Regions from separate parts of the Danio rerio genome. Here region 1 is linked to region 2. A link is a contact called in public Hi-C data. All regions are on one chromosome and are shown on one strand. Each heading gives the region's core, a stretch centred on a gene start, on an enhancer-like site or on the middle of the called end of the contact. The rest is flanking DNA. Distances are from core to core; before and after follow the strand shown. Region 1 has its middle 5.8 kb from the start of trnam-cau. Region 2 has its middle 38 kb from the start of hid1a.

Evidence for each region. Hi-C and Micro-C count contacts between places; a contact is called where the count stands out from the background.
Region 1: a Hi-C map of an unstated tissue shows a contact between it and region 2, with 2.2 times the contacts expected there. The contact joins two enhancer-like sites. A contact is called at or near these places in 1 of 18 Hi-C or Micro-C datasets (an unstated tissue) and 1 of 4 datasets of contacts at active chromatin or transcription factors (caudal fin).

Annotation. Positions count from the first base shown.
Region 1 is chr3:61,360,802-61,368,445 of GRCz12tu, reverse strand. No RefSeq gene overlaps it. Among named protein-coding and RNA genes, the nearest start is that of trnam-cau, 5.8 kb to the left of the region's middle. Within about 2 kb of position 5,010, at least 5 of the 62 cell types and tissues checked have an H3K27ac peak or open chromatin away from gene starts, as enhancers often do.
Region 2 is chr3:61,134,020-61,140,786 of GRCz12tu, reverse strand. No RefSeq gene overlaps it. Among named protein-coding and RNA genes, the nearest start is that of hid1a, 38 kb to the right of the region's middle. Within about 2 kb of position 3,401, at least 8 of the 62 cell types and tissues checked have an H3K27ac peak or open chromatin away from gene starts, as enhancers often do.

The DNA.
Region 1 (7,644 bases), core at 3,761-6,260, 230 kb before region 2:
GCTCAAAAAATGTGGTGATTCTTGACACTTTAAGTCTATTTAACGGATTATATTTGAGTTACATTACAACATATATGCTGTAAATAGAACCTTATGAAATTTAAAACGGTCACATAAAGCTTTCACCAGGAGTTCATCATTGGCTGAAAAACACTAGCTGTGCATGAATGGGCAATTGTGCCCATTCATAAAGATTTAAAATACACAATAAAACAATAGCATTTTTTATTTTCTTCAACAATATTGCCTAACATCCACCTAGTCTTGACTGCAGCACATCTGCATTGCACATGCATTTTTAAAGAGCTTAATTGTTTGATCAGTTCGCACACACCCTGTTATAAGCAGCGACCGATGACGTCATGGTCGTCATGGTAACAGCAGCTAAATGTCGCCACACAAGGGCCTTTTAACATGCACACAGAGGCCAAATCACATTGGAGGAGCTCTGGAACCCATCCAAGCTATTATTCCTTCTGTGGCTATGAATTTCATATCTTCACGCAGCTCAGAAACACCCACCACATCTGCTCAACAAGAGCACTTAGATCTGCTCAATGGCTCATTGTGAGCTGCTTCGCCGGTGCTTCCGCTTGTTTCTCCTCCCCGCTTTGCCCCAGCTCGTTCTCCTGGGGTTTCATATTGCTTTTAATCCTGTTCTGTCTCTTGCATGTATTTGTTCTGCATATGGTCAGAAATTAGCCAAGGGTTGTGCTAAAAATGCCACCTAGGGACACAAAATGCCACCAAAAGTGACTCAAATGCCATGGATATTTAAAACTTTGAGTCCTCAGGATTCCTCTTTTGTAATGCTGGATGTTGATTGGTCATTTCAGCATTTAATGTTAAACAATGAGATAATGGCTGCTTCTCGATTCTTATTTGTGCATCCTCATTTTCTGTCCTCACTTATTTTCCTCAAATTTTAGATCAACCCCTTTAGGATTTGATGAAAGGACGCAAGGAAAAGATGCAAGGACAGAGCAATTGAATCAAGTGAAATTATATACTTGAGTCATTTCACACAACAATTGTCATTTCTGGAAAACAAAATCAGTTTTATTTTTGGTAGTTATATTTTTAGAAAGCACCAGAAATACATTGTACACAGTAGGTCGAAATTACAGATTTTTTAAATCAAAAATCTTTACAATAGTAAGTAAAGGTTATCTTTCATTAAGATATTTTGTAAATGTTGTAAATGTACTACTATATATATAAAAACTAAATTACTGATTAGTAATATGCATTGCTAAGAAGAACTTCATTTTATATATATATATATATTTGCCTTACAATTATAAGGTTCTATCTGCATTCTAAATGATTTTGAGATATTGGGCTCTATCATATACACCCGGCGCAATGTGGCGCAAGGCGTGGCGCAATAGTCTTTTGCTACTTTCAGCTCGGCGCAAGGGTCATTTTGAGGTGTTGCGCCACGCTGTTTAAATAGCAAATGCATTTGCAATCATATGTGCGCCCATAGGTGTTCTGGTCTAAAGAAGCAGGCGTGTTTTGGCAAATTGCTATTTTGAGAGACTGTAAATAGTCTGTTCTTTAGACCAGAACAAAGTCGGTTTATTGTCTGGCGCAAAGTGCGCCTGGCTTACACACTACACACAAGATGTAGAGCAATACGCAAATATCTTTACATATGAAAAAGATATAATATATTAAGGATATATATAATAAGGATATATATAGGATATAAATATAAATTATTAAAATATTACAAAACATATTAATTTCTAGCCTACATGAATTTAAAAACCACTGCCTTTACTTTCTTCATCTCAAGAGGATTTTTCAGTTCATTCAATTTGCTTTTGTATAATGGTATTATTATTAGAAGTATTACTTATTATATCCATATTTATATTTGTTTTATTAAAAACAAGCCTAGATTTGCCCACCTGTCAGGTTTTAGACCAGATGAGGCATAGCAGGTGTATTTGGAAATAACTCAGTATTTTGACCACACTTTGTTATTATTGTTCATTTATTAATTTGCTGGAAATTATAACTGAATTTAGAAATAGTTTTGAAACAAATATTTGCGCTTAACAAACAAAATTAATTATTTATAGGCTAATTGATGTCTGTGCGGTAAGGTTTCCCAATCCACGAGAGCAAAATCGAAAGTGAACTTACTTTACGACATGTAAATAGCAAATGCGCTCTTGGCGTGACGCAGCTGACTCTTAAAGGGAATGGAAGATGAGACTCTGATTGGTTTATTCTCAAAACACACCTATAACTCATTAAGAAAATAAACTCAACCCTTTTAGACCATGCGCCACGGTGCAAAGCCGACTTTCCCGTCCCTAAATTAGTGAAAATGATACAACAATAAACGCTGCCTCCGGGTGTGTGGTTGCCTGCTCGCTTATGCTCCCATACAGTTCCCTGAGCCCCTGCTCTGTTTTGGCTTGAGGATGCATGTAGACAGCCGTAATGATAACTGCTGTGAACTCTCTTGGTTACCTGTATGGCCGACACCGAAGCATAAGGTATTCCAGATCAGGAGAACAAAATGATCTAACTGGGTTTATGTTCCTCTCATTACATAATGAGTTGTTAATAAAGAAACACACACCTCCTCCTTTGCTTTTCCCTGTGAGTTCTTTCGTTCTATCAATGTGGTGCACGGAGAACCACGAAAGTTCAACAGCTGTGTCTGGTACCTCCGCAGATAGCCTGGTTTCTGTAAGGCAGATAATGCATCAGTTTCTTGTTTCCCGTTGGAAGGTAACTCGCAAAGTTTGTGGTCCAGTGACTGAACGTTAGCCAGCAGAATGGTGGGGAGCGGAGGTCGAAATCCATGGCGTCTCAGTCTGACGAGGACGTCGGATCTCTTTCCTCATTTCCAGCTACGTTTCCTTCTACGCTTCAGTTGTGTGACCCAGACAAAGGGCTCTGTTGCTGTGTCTGTAAACAGAGCATCGTTAAAGAACTCAAAGTCCAGTCTTCGATGTGCAATGAGGGAGACAATTTCCCAAAGTGTGTGTCTGTTGTAGGCAATGAGAGTGTGTACATCCAGCATGAAAAACGACAACAATACAAGTAAAACACACAAAACACAACAAAGTTTGCTAGGAGCTCGCAATACAGCGGCCATGCTTGGCTCCATCTTGCTGGTGGTGGATTTCAGGAGAGAGAAGAGAGAACACAACCCCATCACCATCAACAGGACACCAGTGTAGAGAGTCAGCACTTTTAAATTTCTTGGAGTACACATCGCTGAGGATTTGACATGGACTGCTCACACAGACGCAGTGCTGAGGAAGGCACAACAATGCCTCTTCTTCCTCAGGTGTCTCAGGAGGTTTGGAATGAACCCCCACATCCTCTGCTCGTTCTACACCTGCACTGTGGAGAGCATCCTGTCTGGCTGTATCACCACCTGGTATGGAAATAGCACCAGCAGCAATCACAAAGGCCTACATAGGATTGTGCGAACTGCTGGACGCGTAGTAGGAGGTGAGCTTCCCTCCCTCCGGGACATCTACACCAGGCGGTGCAGAAGGAAAGCCAAGATAATCATCAGTGACTCCAGCCTCCCAAGCCATAGACTTTTCTCTCTTTGCTACCCTCAGGCAGACGGTTCCGCAGCATCCGGTCATGCACCAGCCGGCTGAAGGAAAGCTTCTTCTCTCAGACTATCAGGCTGATGAAAACTTAACACACTCCACACATACTCTTCCGTACCCTTACTGCACACCATCGGTATGTAGCATGCACCGCACTATAACCAATCCATACTTAAAACAATACTGCCAACAACTATGTGGACACCTATTCATTATACATATCGCTGTCAATTTTACATTGTCATTGTGTTTGCACTGTCTGTATTTTGCACTGTCTGTATTTTGTACTGTCCGAAGCCAGCACCTAAGCTTTTCACTCATCATAGCACACGTGCTGCTGATGATGTGACAATAAAAGTGATTTGATTTGATTTGTTATCCATTTAGCAACGAAGCTACAGTCACCAGGCAGACAGAAGCCCTGCCCATCACGAGAATCCACGTCTGTTCTAAAGTAAATTTGATGCGCGAATGAAGCGGATTTGATGCGCGAATGAAGCGGGGTTTGACACTCGAATGAAGCGAGTAAACGCAAATGTTCACGTGGCTATTTACGCGCGAATAACGCGATATATCGGCGCGTTCTGCGTCTGGTGTGAACACAGCACTAGACTTAAACTGGACTCAAACTCTATATTCATTCATTCATTTTCGTTTTGGCTAAGTCCCTTTATTAATCCAGGGTCGCCACAGCGGAATGAACCGCCAACTTAACCAGCATATGTTTTACGCATATGTTTTACGCAGCGGATGCCCTTTCAGCTGCAACCCACAGCGGAATAAACTGCCAACTTAACCAGCATATGTTTTACGCATGCCCTTCCAGCTGCAACCCATCTCTGGGAAACATCCATACACACTCATACTCTACGGACATTTTAGCCTAAACAATTCACCTATACTGCATGTCTTTGGACTGTGGGGGAAACCGGAGCACCCGGAGAAAACCCACCCGAACGCAGGGAGAACATGCAAACTCCACACAGAAATGCTAATTGTGCTAGCCAAGGCTCAAACCAGTGATCTTCTTGCTGTGAGGCAACAGCACTACTAACACTACTGCGTCACCTCAAACTCGATATATAAGTCCATTTTTCCCCCATGTGAATGCTGTTAACCTTACTATCACTGTTTGACTTTTGCCAATAACTTTCTTATACATTTAATCATAGTTAAATCATTGTTATTCTGTTCACATTATGCATTTTGACATGCTTCTTAGAATTGTTTTTTATGGTTATGATATGAAATCACAGCCTGATTGTGAAAACGTATGTTAAAGTAAGTCAAATGTAAGAGCGAATGTGATATTGCAGCAGCTCATAGAAATACCTGAGAGGAGACTGTATGTGAGAGAGTGTGTAGTGCTGATTCTCTCTCTCTGAAGGAGCTGTTTACAACCCTGCAGCACTGAGTAAACACTGGCCGAGAGCTGTGCAAATATAGCGGCCTTCAGAAAACCTGCTGCTCCATGGGGAATAAACATCAGTCTTGCAGCAGCCCCGGTCAAACTCACTCCTGCTCACCTGTACTTCACTGACCACCGCGGACAACCGCAGATAAATTTATCTGCATGACTTCAGAATAAATAACTGTAAAATAACAGTATTTTCCATATTTTGAACATTATTAGGTCTGAAATCTCTTTTACTCAGTGACGATCTCTCCCTCATTAGCATAGGACAGGGGTCACCAATCTCGGTCCTGGAGGGCCGGTGTCCCTGCAGGGTTTAGCTCCAACTTGCCTCAACACACCTGCCTGGATGTTTCAAGTGTACCTAGCAAGACCTTGATTAGCTTGTTCAGGGGTGTTTGATTAGGGTTGGAGCTAAAATCTGCAGGACACCGGCCCTCCAGGAACAAGTTTGGTGACCACTGGCATAGGACGTTGGTCTTGTTGTTAAATCTGCCACTATGCTGTCACACAGGCATTTGTAGCTCCAACCTCTCTTAAAAACAGCACAAGACAACATGTATGTGTAAAAACAACGTGTAGGTCAAGCCACTTTTATTTTCTTAGTGCTTTATGCAAGAAAATCAGGGCCTGTATCCACAAAACATGTAATCTTACCACCTAAGAGTACTTTTCCTAAATAGCAGTGAAAGTTTTTAGCCAAGGGTTTTCTCTTAAAACCGTTTACTGAGGAATAAAGAATTATTAATCTGTTACAAAAATGTTATCATTATTAATAACTACACACAGTGATTGGCTGATGGGGTGGGGAAGAGTCTCTGTCAGAGATTTATTCATTGAAACGTGGATATGATGTTGCTTTATATAAAATAAAGGTTTAAAATTTCAATTGTTGCCACATTAAAATAACAATTTTAAAATGTTTAATTTTAAATTTTAAAGATGTTACATGCTAATGTAATTACTTAGAAAACAATTGAGAAATACCATGGCAGCAACTCAATGCATTTAGGCATGTAGACATGGTCAAGACGATCTGCCGCAGTTCAAACCGAACATCAGAATAGGGAAGAATTGTGATTTAGGTGACTTTGAACGTGGCATGGTTGTTGGTGCCAAACAGGCTGACGAGTGTTTCAGAAATTGTTAGATCTACTGGGATTTTAACGCACAACCATATCTAGGGTTTACAGAGAATGGCCTGAAAAAAAGAAAATATCCAGTCCACAGTTCTGTGGAAGCAAATGCCTTGTTGATGCCACAAGTCAGAGGAGAACACAACTTGTTACAACTGAGGTATGCAGAATAGGATCTCTGAACACACAACACGTCCAACCTTGAGGCAGATGCACTACAGCAGCAGAAGTCCACATTGGGTGCGACTCCACTCAGCTAAGAACAGGAAACTGAGGCTACAATTTACACAGGCTCACCAAAATCGGGCAATAGGAGACTGGAAAAATGATGCTTCGTCTGATGAATCTTGTTTTCTGCTGTCATATTCGGATGCTAGGGTCAGAATTTGGCCCCCTTTGTACCAATTTAGCTTTGTGTCAATGCCACAGCCCACCCGAGAACAGGGCCGGATTAACGTAAGGGCTCGGTGGGGCTGACGGAAGAAGGGGGTCCTTGATTGGCTGAAGAATTCATTTGCGCTATGACGACAGGAAACCCCTCTTTGCATTATGCTTTTGCTCATCGATAATGTGAAGTATTCCTTTCGGTTCGCTGCTGTTCAAAAACAGTGACACCGGAGCAAAACTGGGGCTCAGAGTGGCTGTAGCCCAATCAGAATACTGAACAGCCCTGTTTTAGTCACCCGTAAGGGTCAACAGATGTCCCAATTTTCCCAGGACAGCCCCTTATTTCGGCACTACCGCAACAACCATCCTGTCAAAGGTAGGCTAACCAAGCTCGTCTGGAAGAAAATATTACATTTAAACAGTCTTCATCATTGAAACACTTGTACATGTAGTAACAGAAGCTGGGATAGGCGAAATCATGATGAATGGACTCATAATGCCCGCACAATCTTTCCATCACACAATATAACCGAGACAGTGTGTGAACAAATCAAATAGCCTGCACAAGCTGTTTTTAAAATATCCATCATTGCGGAGTATCTCAAGTAAATACACTCGGTTATGCTTTACAGTTAGTCTAACTCAGGGGTTTTAAAAGTGTGAGACGCATGGCTCCCCTGGAGGGCGCCAGAGCATGTCAGGGGAGGCGCGGGAAAAAATATTATATAATAAAAATATAATTATTAAGTTGAATTATTATATGTATTTTTTATTATATTTAAACGTTTAATTAAACAAAGCTAAAAAAAAAAATAATACGTCTAAAATAAGAAAACCTTTTTTACCCAGAAGGCCATAGCTGTGAATTCGCTTCTGTTTGGCAAGCCCGCCAATACTGGTATATGCCTGCTAATACAATGGATCGGTTTCTGAGACCCCTCGATTCAAAGCCTTAAAGTTCAGGGCTTAAACCCAAAAGACGACGATATGATGATCAGTATTTGAGTTTAGGATTTACGTGGGCAGGACCAGCTGATGAACCACGATCTTTATGTGTGGTTTGTCAAGATATTTTGGCTAATGACAGCATGAGACTCGCTAAACTTCGACTTTT
Region 2 (6,767 bases), core at 2,152-4,651:
CTATCGTCTATGAATCTATCTATCTATCTATCTATCTATCTATCTATCTATCTATCTATCTATCTATCTATCTATCTATCTATCTATCTATCTATCTATCATCTATAAATCTATCTATCTATCTATCTATCTATCTATCTATCTATCTATCTATCTATCTATCTATCTATCTATAAATCTATCTATCTATCTATCTATCTATCTATCTATCTATCTATCTATAAATCTATCTATCTATCTATCTATCTATCTATCTATCTATCTATCTATCTATCTATCTATCTATCTATCTATCTATCTATCTATCATCTATCTGTCTATCTGTCTATCTATCTATCTATCTATCTATCTATCTATCTATCTATCTATCTATCTATCTATCGTCTATAAATCTATCTATCTATCTATCTATCTATCTATCCATTGTTCTATCTATCTATCTATCTATCGTCTATAAATCTATCTATCTATCTATCTATCTATCTATCTATCTGTCTGTCTGTCTGTCTGTCTGTCTGTCTATCTATCTATCTATCTATCTGTCTATCTATCTATCTATCGTCTATAAATCTATCTATCTATCCATCCATCCATCCATCCATCCATCCATCCATCCATCCATCCATCCATCCATCCATCCATCCATCTATCTATCTATCTATCTATCTATCTCAAAAAGGTAAAATTCTGCTAAGATTTGGAATTATTAAGCATTTTGTCCAATGACTTGCCTAATTAACCTAACTTGCCTATAACCCAATTAACCAAGTTAAGGCTTTAAATGGCACTTTTAGCTGAATACTTGTATCTTGCAAAATAAAATATATAAATAATACTGAAATATGTACTGTCATTATGGCAAAGACAAAGGAAATGAGTTATTGGAAATAGCTTATTAAACCTTTTATGATTTAAAACATGTTAAAAAAACCAACAGTGTTTTTGATAGACAATTACAATTGCTGCCAGAAAATATTGCATTTTAAAAAATGTGTTAAGAACATTCATAGATCATTATATCACAGGCTACAAGCCCTATAAAATCATAACTATTCCACATTCTTGCTATTTTGTTTTAAATGATTCTTTGTTTCCATTTGTGTTTTATTAAAGGGCAAGACGAATCAAATTGATCTTTAAAACGTTGATAAAAATGATTGACGGGAACAGACTGAGAACAGCAGGATAAAGGAGATATACATGCTAATGGAGCTAACAGTCGAGATTAAAGTCCTTTTCTATTCCACATGTTGTCCAAGCAATAAATCAATCAAGTCAAATCTGTTGTGCACAGATTTATTTTACAAGTATTTACACCTATTCATCTAAAACAGTAGCAAAAACTGAAAGCGGACGCATCAGCACACATCACGAACTTGTAAGGGTGCTTTCACTGCAAGAGTTCATTAAGAGTTTTTGTCTTGTTTCAAGTCAAAATATCTAAAATTACTTAAATCAAGAAGAATTAAAGATATTGTCTTGTTTTCAGAAATAATAAGTCAAAATTAAGTGAATCTGCCAATGGGGTGAGAAAAATTATCTTATTTTAAGATTAATCATCTAATCGTATTTTCCTTGCCCCTTTCGCTGATTTATTTGCTTGGTTTAAGGAAAAACTCACTTTATTTTGGCATATTATTTCTCAAAACAAGACAATATTTTTGCTCGTCTAGTTAAATCTTATTGATTTAAATATTTTTAGATATTTGGTGTGGAAAAAAATGTCCAAAACTCTAAGTAAGAAAACCAATTTTTTTTCAAGTAGCTTTTACGCCTGCCTTATTTAGTTTGGTTAAAAAGTTTGTTTATCTTTTTGATATGATTTGTTTGGGCAGGTGTGAAAACGGCAATAGTACTAGTAAAAGCAGACCAAACAAGAGTACTGAGACCTGCTCAACAACATGGTCTCGCTTTCAAATCAACCCTAGAGCATTAGTTTGTGGTGAGAACGTGAACCGACCAAGCACTGACCCTAATACAAAAAGTACATACTAAGAGTGTATCCTAAACATTTTGTACAAATTAATGACTGGAAAATAATAATGACAGGCCTCAATGCCTTCCAGAGTTTCGTGCCAGAGGATATGACATCACTTGGAGACGGTCACATGCTTTTTCTATCAGTGCTTTATAGATTGCTATTCCTTTTTATAACCACTATAACAGAGTTGACCAGAACGTAGATACAGACACGGCATGTTGTAATGTGAGGATGCTGAACAACGGAGTTGAGGATCCGTGTGCAGGTTTTATTAATCAAAGAATAGTCATGCAGGCAATGGTCAAACACAGGAGCAAACTGTAGCATACAAGTTATTCCAATATCATTGTGAAAAAACAAACATGAGGGTGGTCAGTACAAGCACAAAGGAGCAATAAACCAGACAAAGATCAAACATGGAATGACTAGATAGGATAAACGCTTCATAATGCTACAAACAGTGAACAAGACTCAGCAATGTGTGTGGAAATGAGAAGTGTCTTTATTGACCTTATTCTAAAATGCGGAAGTGCGCCTGTTTTCGCGATTGTCTTAGAACTTCCGTTTCAGTCGCCTATGGGAGAAATGACAAGGAATAATAAACGACAAAAAACGATCAAACTACTTGCTCTACAAACAAATGTTTGCATGACTATACAGACCAAGTAGAATAATATAACAAGGAAATATCAGTTTGCAACATCAAACAGCGAAACGAGCAGTTTTTAATGTCTAAAAATGAATGGAAGTGAATGAGACCGGAAGTCTCGTGCCAAAAAGGGTCAAATGGCAGCGCCCGCTCGTCTGCGGAGAATAAGGTCAATAGTCCAGGTAATAAATAAAAAATTAGCTTCAGATGCGTGTCTGTGTCATCAGGGAAAACTGGAACACGTGTGAGAAATCTGCATGACAGGATTTGTAGTCAATTTGGTTGCAGATTTGTAGCTCTTCAGCAATCCGCAGTGGCTAGATCGCTGGTGATTGTAACACATGTACTTTGTATTACTGAAATGACAAACAATATAGAAACGAAAGTTTCATGTAAAGGTTTATTTAACTTAATAAACACACACAAAAGATGAATATTACACCTTATTATTAAATAATATTATTATGTCTACTCTAGAATGAGCCACATAAGCTAGCTCCAGCTATCGGATGTTGTGTATGAGCTCAATGTGACGGCCTAAACAGTTCCCAGAAGTGTTCAATAGATATGGGAATATAGTTACATCACAGTCAGAACATCCAGCCATTACTACGTCCATCTAACAGTCGACTGCATTTGCACCTCCGTCCCCTGCGGCTTCCCAGGGTTTTCCTCAGCTCTCTGTATGGAGTCCTACGAAGGTAATAAGGCTTTAATGACAGGAGTGGCCAGTCATTAGCTTGAGTGTTGGGTGGAAGAGGCCGTGGAGAGCTGTTTTTTTTTTTTTTCTTTCCACTGATGGAGCAGATGTTAGTGTTGGCGTACCACTGAACACTAGCAGATCCTGTGCCAGATTCACACCAGGCCTGAGCTTTCCTAAACAGCTCCATCTACTAGCACACAGAGACGAAAAGAGCCAAAGAGACTGCCACTGTAGAAAACTGGCACACATACGGCATCAAGACCTGTGGAGGATGGGAATGTTTACTGCAGATAAACTCTGTAGTGATGTGCTCTGCATATGGAGAAGGAAGCCTCTTTTAGCGTTAGCATGCGCTTAATGTTTAGCAAGTCTATGTCGGAGATTCACAAATACCTTAATGAAAAAAGTAGCTCATAACTTGCAGATTTAGGGGATAATCCTAATCTTAAAAATAATGGGGCCCAAATTCAGGACTAATTTCTAAAGTAGCTATTTCACAAAGCATTTTAGCACTAACATGTCTGCTAAGTGAGTGAAACTTCAGAAGTAGAGGTGTCCTAAGTTGCTCACACCAAACCACAAATGTCGCTAATATGTCTGTTTTCAGCAATCTGCCTTAAGAAGAAAACATTCATTTATTAATTAACCTTTGGCTTAGTCTCTATCTCAGAGCTTGAAGATTGAAGATTCATAGCTCATAGATTCAATCTTCCGTTCCACCACATCCCTGCTGAAAAATCCAGCTTAAACCAGCCTAGGCTGGTTGGCTGGTTTTAACTGGTCGACCAGGCTGGTTTTAGAGGGGTTTTGGCCACTTCCAGGCTGGTTTCCAGCCATTTCCAGCCTGGTCTTAGCTGGTCAGGCTGGGAGATGACCAGCTAAAACCAGCTTGACCAGCCTAGCCAAGCTGGCAGTCCAGCCAAAACCAGCTATATCCAGCTTAAACCAGGCTGGTCAAGCTGGTTTTTGCTGGATTTGGCTGGTCATTTTCCAGCCTGACAAGATAAGTCCAGGCTGGAAATGGCTGGAAACCAGCCTGGAAATGGCCAAACCCCCTCTAAAATCAGCCTGGTCAACCAGCTAAAACCAGCCAACCAGCCTAGGCTGGTTTAAGCTGGATTTTTCAGCAGGGATGCCAAAGGTGCTCTATTGGATTTAGATCTGGTGACTGTGGAGGCCATTTGAGTATGGTGAACTCATTGTCAAGTTCAAGAAAGCAGTCTGAGATGATTCACGCTTTAAGACATGGTGCGTTATCCTGCTGGAAGATGGCACACTGTGGTCATAAAGGGATGGACATGGTCAGCATCAATACTCAGGTAGCCTGTGGCATTGACACAATGCTTAATTGGCACTAATGGGTCAAAAGTGCGACAAGAAAATATCCCCCACACTATTACACCACCACCACCAGCCTGAACCAATGATACAAGGCAGGATGGATCTGTGCTTTCATGTTGTTGATGCCAAATTCTGACCCTAACATCCAAAGTCGCAGCAGAAATCAAGATTTATTAGACCAGGCAATGTTTTTCCAGTCTTCTATTGTCCAATTTTCTGCTGCTGTAGCCCATCAGCCTTAAGGTACGACATGTTATGCGTTTAGAGATTCTCTTCTGCAGACCTCGGTTGTAACAAGTGGTTATCTGAATTACTGTTGCCTTTCTATCAGCTGGAACCAGTCTGGCCATTGACCTCCGGCATCAACAATGTATTTGCGCCCAAAGAATTGCAGCTCACTGGATGTTTTCTCTTTTTCAGACCATTCTCTGTAAACCCTAAAGATGGTTGTGCGTGAAAATCTCAGTGGATCAGCAGTTTCTAAAATAACAAGACCAGGCCGTCTGGCACCAACATCCAAGCCACGTTCAAAGTCACTTAAATCACCTTTTTTCCCCATTCTGATGCTCAGTTTGAACTGTGTTTAAAGGTTACTTTCTTCACCAGTAAAGAGACTCACTGAGACCATGATAACTGTCTAACTCAGTTTAATCCAAAAAACTTCTCTGTTACTCACAACATTGACAGTGCAAGACTCAAACAGGTTCCCTCTCCCACAACACAGATATTATTAGTTCCTATTGTCACAAACTGCAGAAGATCGTCTTAACCATGTCTACATGCCTAAATGCATCGAGTTGCTGGCGTGTGATTGGCCGATTAGAAATTTGTGTTAACAAGCAGTTGGACAGGTGTACCTAATAAAGTGGCCTGTGAGTGTATAAACACACACACACAAAAAAGATTAAAATAGACTTGCGTAACAAGATGCTTCACCCAAAAACTTTTATTTACCGACTATTTACTGATGAGGTTTCAAACCTTTATGAGTTGCTTTATTCTGTTAAACATGAAAAAGGCATTTTGAAGAAAGCTGAAAACCTGTAACCTTGATCACCTCGTGTGTTATGGTTTCTTGAACATGCTATATGTATGTACTTACTCGAAACTCCACCGAATTTGTTCTTTTGAATATATCATGGAATTTATTTGCAATTTGTTTGCAGACATTTTTTCAGTCATGCTGGAGTCTTGAATAGTTCTTAGTTGAGTGTCAGCAACCATATATCCTTGCACCAGGAACCACCGCATGAGCGATCAGCAGCTACTACATCGTTATGGATAAAAAAGTCATCCTGTGGCTGGTTCCACTGTGGCAACCTCTGAATAGAGACTAAGCTGAAGGAAAATGAATGAATGAAGCTGAATTTAGGAAGCAAACAGTCAAAAAGTTACCATATTTAAGACTTACATACTTCATGAATACACACACACATGGGCGTGGTAGTGGGGAGAAAAGTGGACCTGACTACCCAGGGCCCCGTCTAGGGAGAGGGCCCTTTGAAATCCCACCAATTTATTATTATTTATTATTATTTTTTTTTGTAGCCTACTTCGAATTAATTGGCCCCTCCAATTGATGTCAATGTCATTATATATTTTAAAATATATTGATAACACCCCCCCGAAATGGTTTAGTCCGCCCATAGACGACAGCCGGCGGCAAACAAGTAACGCAGTCTAGAGCCTGATCATGCTGCGCAAAAAGCCCAAATCGGGATTTCAAAAAAAGAAAGACAGGAAGGAAAAAGAAAGGAGGCAGAATGAGGGGAAGCAGCTGACGACTGCTTTCTTTTCAAAAGGTGAACTGAGTTTGCTTGTTATGAAACTACATCTAATTAAAGTTAACATAGTCAACTCCAGACAGCTGCTGCTAATGCAGGGCTCGAAATTGCGACCATTTTGGTCGCATATAATGCTGATTTGTGTACAGTCATTACTAGGGAAACCGTAATATTTCAGCGCTCCTAAAGCGCCCCCTTGTGACAGAGAATGCATTTTTATTTCCAATAATTTTTTTCAGCTGTTTAGGGTCAAATTATTGCAATTATCGATCCATGTGTAAATGTGAAAGAAGCTAATGTGCCTTTTAA